2 separate regions of the Oryctolagus cuniculus genome follow, and region 2 is linked to region 1. Evidence: chromatin contacts called from public Micro-C data. All regions are on one chromosome and are shown on one strand. Each heading gives the region's core, a stretch centred on a gene start, on an enhancer-like site or on the middle of the called end of the contact. The rest is flanking DNA. Distances are from core to core; before and after follow the strand shown.

The links. Hi-C and Micro-C count contacts between places; a contact is called where the count stands out from the background.
Region 2: a contact with region 1 is called in a Micro-C map of ear pinna, with 14 times the contacts expected there. The contact joins two enhancer-like sites. A contact is called at or near these places in 4 of 6 Hi-C or Micro-C datasets (ear pinna, embryonic fibroblasts, psoas muscle and 1 more).

Annotation. Positions count from the first base shown.
Region 1 is chr3:67,922,168-67,924,867 of mOryCun1.1, reverse strand. MAP3K20 (mitogen-activated protein kinase kinase kinase 20) reads left to right here. Exons shown (of 20, transcript XM_008258756.4): 10 at 636-742. Among named protein-coding and RNA genes, the nearest start is that of MAP3K20, 120 kb to the left of the region's middle. Within about 2 kb of position 1,272, at least 5 of the 8 cell types and tissues checked have an H3K27ac peak or open chromatin away from gene starts, as enhancers often do. A contact at or near this core is called in ear pinna, where this site is marked.
Region 2 is chr3:68,085,690-68,088,389 of mOryCun1.1, reverse strand. RAPGEF4 (Rap guanine nucleotide exchange factor 4) reads left to right here. Exons shown (of 30, transcript XM_070070679.1): 24 at 204-382. Among named protein-coding and RNA genes, the nearest start is that of MAP3K20, 44 kb to the right of the region's middle. Within about 2 kb of position 1,274, at least 4 of the 8 cell types and tissues checked have an H3K27ac peak or open chromatin away from gene starts, as enhancers often do. A contact at or near this core is called in ear pinna, where this site is marked.

The sequences.
Region 1 (2,700 bases), core at 23-2,522:
AATCTTTAAAAAAAAAAAAAAAGAATTGTACAGCAAACACCAAGAACACCAAGATACTCAGACTCCCATTAACTTTTTACCAGTTTTATCACATAGATGTTTTTAAGGACTAATTTTTTTCCTTTGAGGAGCCCTTAATCATACCCAAAGAGAACTTCTACCTGGAGAAAAACACTAATTATCCCAAGCTTAGGCCACATGGATAGAAAAACAACATCAGAATCTATTCCTTCTCCTTTTAAATTTTTATTTATTTCCATTTTATTTGAAAGGCAGATAAATGGAGATAAAGAGACAGACACACAGAGCTCTTCCATCTGCTGGTTCACTCCCCAGATGCCTGCAACAGCCTCAGCTAAGCCAGGTCCAAGCCAAGAGACTGGAATTCAATCAGGTCTCGCACGTGGGTGGCTGGAACCCAAGTACTTGAGCCGTCACCTGCTGCCTCCCAGGGTGCATATGTTCTTCAGCATAAGTAATCCAAAATATGGAATCTGCTGTAAATAACGTTGTGTCACGTTTCCTTTCGCCCGCCCGGTGGGCTGAGCTGGGTATGACCGTGCCTGTGGGTGCCTGTGTCTTCTCTAAAGCTCTCCTGCTTAAGGCCCAGTATGTGACTCTCTCCCCTTTTGCAGAAACGGCCGTCGTTCAAGCAGATCATTGCCATCCTGGAGTCCATGCGCAATGACACGAGCCTTCCTGACCAGTGCAACTCGTTCCTGCACAACAAGGCAGAGTGGAGGTGGGTGGTCCTGGCGCTGCAGCCCGGCCACAGAGCCCTGGCTGACAGTCCTGCTGGCTGCGCGTGGCTTAGGGAAAACAATGTTTTAGACCTTTGGAGAGGAGACCTGGTGAGCCCTCCCTCTCACACGGAAGCAAGAGGGAGAGTCTGCGTTGTCTGACTGCATCCCTCAGTGTTTGGAAAGAATACTGAAATCCTGGCTTCTGAGACAAACGCTGGTGAGCAGCCCGTCCCCGTCCCCATCCCCGCTCTGGCCTGTGTCCAGTAAAGTAAGAGAGGAAAACTGTGCAGGCCTTGAAATGCGCGGGCGCCAGATCTGCTGCTGGAGAGGGCAAGGGCACTGTAAAAACACTTGTAAAAGAAAACTTGGGCCCTTATAAATCCTATCAAATGTTGTGAAGTGCAGAACAAACTTCGGAACGAGAGAACCGTCTTGTATGAGTGGAAAAAGTAAGCCCAGGCTAGCCCGTCCGAGCCAGCTCACATGATGCACGTATAAATAGCATGTTTGGGAGCTGACACCACTGCTGCCCTGACTCAGCAGAGGTGGGAGTAACCTCAACTCTGCTCCGAGGCAGTAATGTGAGGCCTTACGCCATCTGCTGATGCTGGCTGAACACTGCATGCAGGTTGAAAACCACCAGGTTGTGGACTCCTGTTGTCCCAAGTCTCCTTGGGCTTCCTGTTTGGTATTTTACAGTCACACTATGTATGCTTATTCCTTTGAAAGATCTCCCTAGGGCGAGTGAGTTAAGTGAATTATTACTTAGGGCTACAAAAGTAACACCGTGAAGTCAAGTCTAGTCCTAAGAGACAATTTTTAGGCTGAAATAATTAAAAAAGCAAAACATTTGTTTCCTGCAGTAAGAGATCAGTGACTGTGTAATCGGATCACTTCCCATCAGAACCCTCGTATGGGTTCCAATCACTCGTAAGATGAAGGGAAAGATACTTAACAGGACTTTGGAGACTGAATGAGGCCATCTGGGTTTTGGCCCCAATGGCCTTAGCTTAAGATCATGGTCCTATTCCACGCTTGCCCTCCCTCTGCAGGGGGGCTTTGCAGATACAGTTTCCCCTCTTTAAAGCCCACCCCTGTGCAGCTGCACACCACCCCTGAGGCTCCGGTAGCTGAGATAACACAACAGGCCAAGTCCTGCCTTCCGCACTCCGAGAGCGTGTCTCCTCCTCAGCCCCGCCCTTGCCCTCTGTGGGTAGTTGTTGAACTATGTCCCCCTGTTGCTTGCACTCACCACTGTCCCTGCAGCTCCTAGAACATGCTGGAAACACAGCTGTTGCTTGGTCAATACGTACGAGGACAGAGGAAGAGAATGCCTTGTTGGTAATGATATGAAAGGATGGTGTTATACAGCAGCACATAACCCTGTAGGGCCATTTGTCTGCCATGACAAGCACCCAGGTTGTATTTGTTTGTTCAGCATCCATTGTGCTTCTGCTGGTGCCGCCCAGGTGCCGGGCCGGAGCCATGAGCACAGGATGCTTGTCACAGCGTGTCCAGTTGCCAAACTGCTAAATGGAAACCCACACATAGCTACTGGACAGGCGTCGCAGCTGAGAAGCGCCGGACGCCTGAGAGCACAGGCCCACACCATCTGATCTGGGCCGAGGCTGCTGTGAAAGCCTTCCCCAAGGAAGTGCCATTCGATCTGTTATCCCAAGGGTCAGTGGGATATTAATACCCTTGCGACAGGGAGTCTTTAAAAGTATGGCAACAGAGCATCAGTCAGGAGGAAAGTCGCTTGCTCTCCACGTGAAAATCTTAAAGCCTACATATGGCCAAAAACAGTGCCCTCAGAAATCGGGTCCAAGACAGATGACAGCTGCTGTCACAGCTCTTCCCCACGTACGACCATTCCCATAGGTTTTGGTCTCAGGACTCTTTTACGTTCTTAGAATTACAGTGGACTCCAAAGAACCTTTGTTATCATGACCTGCAT
Region 2 (2,700 bases), core at 25-2,524, 160 kb before region 1:
ACAAAATCTTGCTTCTATTTATATATTTCACAAGACTCCTGGAAGCCCTTCAAATCCGCGGGACAGGCTGCATCTCAGTTGGTGGCTGCATTTGCTCGCATTCATTGACCAATAAAACAGAGAAACCAATGGCCAAGCCGTGCAAGCTTGCTGGATTTTAAAAAGCCAACCCTTAAGAGACATTGTTTTCCTTGCTTTTCTAGCTGGAGCTAATCTATCACACATTTGGAAGGCACAATTTTAAAAAGACCACAGCCAACTTGGATCTGTTCCTGAGAAGATTTAATGAAATCCAGTTCTGGGTCATCACTGAGATTTGCCTGTGTTCCCAGCTCAGCAAGCGTGTTCAGCTCTTAAAAAAATTTATTAAGATTGCAGCCCAGTAAGTATCTTTAGCTTGGAAGAGGAAGAATCACCCTTTTGAGCTATGTCTTTGTTTTGCTTTCTTAGACTATCCCTTGGGAAGCAAAGCAGGCTATGGGAGCAGCTTATGCACAGACTCAAAAATAACTGAATTCATGGAAAAGAGGAATTTCTTTTAGCTTTTGTAACGTTTGACATCAATATCTGAATTAATATCTCGTAGCATTGATGCTGGAGTCAAAGCTGTGACCTCTTCTTGCCCTGGGCTACTCAGATTTCCTTGCCTCCTTCAGATGAAAGGGTCCTGGAGCCCCCAGATTTCCCCCAAAATTCCCCTTGAAAGGCTGTGCCTGCCAGTGTCCCCACATGACACATTCTGACCAGTAGAGGGCAGTGGAACATGCGTCTACAACAGCGTGCGTCCAACTCGGCCAGAATCAAATCAGTAACATGCATAAAGGCGAGGTAACCTGGCACGTGAAAATCATCTCCATGAGCATCAGGAAAAGCAGACATCTTATAAATATTCTATTTACCAGCACTTCGTGGGAAACAATTTATTTACTGCAGGGGCCAGTTAGCTCCCTGACATGAATTTAATCTTCTCCTGCTATTTGGATATGCCTGACAACCTCCTGTTTACTTCCATGTTTTTGGTATCACCACTGTGCTAAAAATAAAATGCTAAATGCGGCCTGTGGCCGTGAGACTCCTTTCCTTTTCTAAATGCCGGGAGCTCAAGCAGAGGAAGGTGGGGAGTGCCAGTGACCTGGGCTAGGCCACTTCCTTGAGCCAAACAGTTTAGATCCCATACAGCGCTAAACAAAGAAGTAAAGGCAGCTCAACAGCGTTTTATAGCTCTCAGCTTGACAGATGCCTTGAGTTATTTTGCCAGAAAGGTGAGGGTCCAACAGAATACCAAAGCCCTTGGAATTGAGCGCTGCTAGCTCTTCGTTGGGAAAAGCTGGCCTGGTGAAGAGAGATTTGGTGAAACGTTGCTTGTGAATTCCTGGCTCAGAGCGAAGCCACTTTCCCTAGCAGCCTGAGCAGGCTTGCTGCAAGGGACAAATGCCCTCACGGATTTGGAATGAGTTGATTATGGAAACTATGACAATGTGTGCTTTCTCTCTGCACCGGAGCCTGGCAGTGCCGGAGGCAACCAGGAGGAGGAGAGAGAAGCAATCTGCACGCAAATGTGGGAGGTCAGCAAATCTTTGGGGGCCTAATCCTGTTACGTTACTGAAGCAACGCAGGAGAGCCTTTTGAAAAACCCAGGATTTTGGTTTTTTAAATGTTTTTGCCTTTCTTATCCCTCTCCCTTCTGATTATGTGAATGAGTAGGTGGACCTGGCCTCCGGTATAAATTGGTTTATATTATTAACCACGATTAAGTCCTGCGCTGAGCTTGCTGTCCCAGAGTGGAGCTGTTTACACAGCCCAGCTGGAGAAGATTGTAGACGTTCACAAATCCCAGATCTGTAAGCGCGAGATGGGAATCCAGTGGCCATAGCATCTGTTTGGCTTGCTGTCTTTAGAGGACTTCTGCCTGTTCTCTCCAAGATCGTGGCCCTGTCTTGAAGTTTATGAAGTTGGGGGGAAGGAAGGGCGGAGGAGCAGGTGTCATTATGTCTTTGTTTCCGTGTCAGGAGACTGGGGCATGGAGACATGTCATGGTTTTCCAAGGGTGATAAAGCGAGTTAGAAACAGAGCAGTGACCAGAAAGGCAGGTCCACAGTCTTGCATTTGTTCTTTCAAGATCATGGGCACAAGACAAAAGCAAACACATGCAGGGGGTTGCACCTGCTGCCTTCCACCTCTGGGGTCTCCTGAGTGACGTCAGCCCCTGACCTGAGTGCTACAGCCAAGGCCTCCCCTGCTTTCTCAGGAGTGGGGCCGGCTGACTCTGAAATATATTTTCTCATTTCCCCACAGACCACTTAGAATTACTTATGGTTACCTTTGTAAGGATATCCCGGATGGCAAATGCAACAATGTAGCCCTTTATAAAATGTGAATCCAAATGGGATTTAATTATGATGTATTCAACTTTGATAACTATATTGATTTGAGACAAAGGATTTGTGCTTTTTACAAAATGAATTCTCTCCCTTCTCAGGAGGGACCTGGTATGAAGAAGTCGGGGGTTCCTGTGTATTTTTTTAAGTTGAGCCTACTACCTAGATCTTGCCATTCTAATAAGTATTCCTGGGCTTGGTGCACGTGCCTCCTTCCCAAACATATATTCATGCCAGCTAATAGTAGTGTACGGACACAGCTTCAGCACCTCAGAAAAGCACAGAGATTTTGTCAGCTGTTTGGGTTATTTCTTCCCCCTAA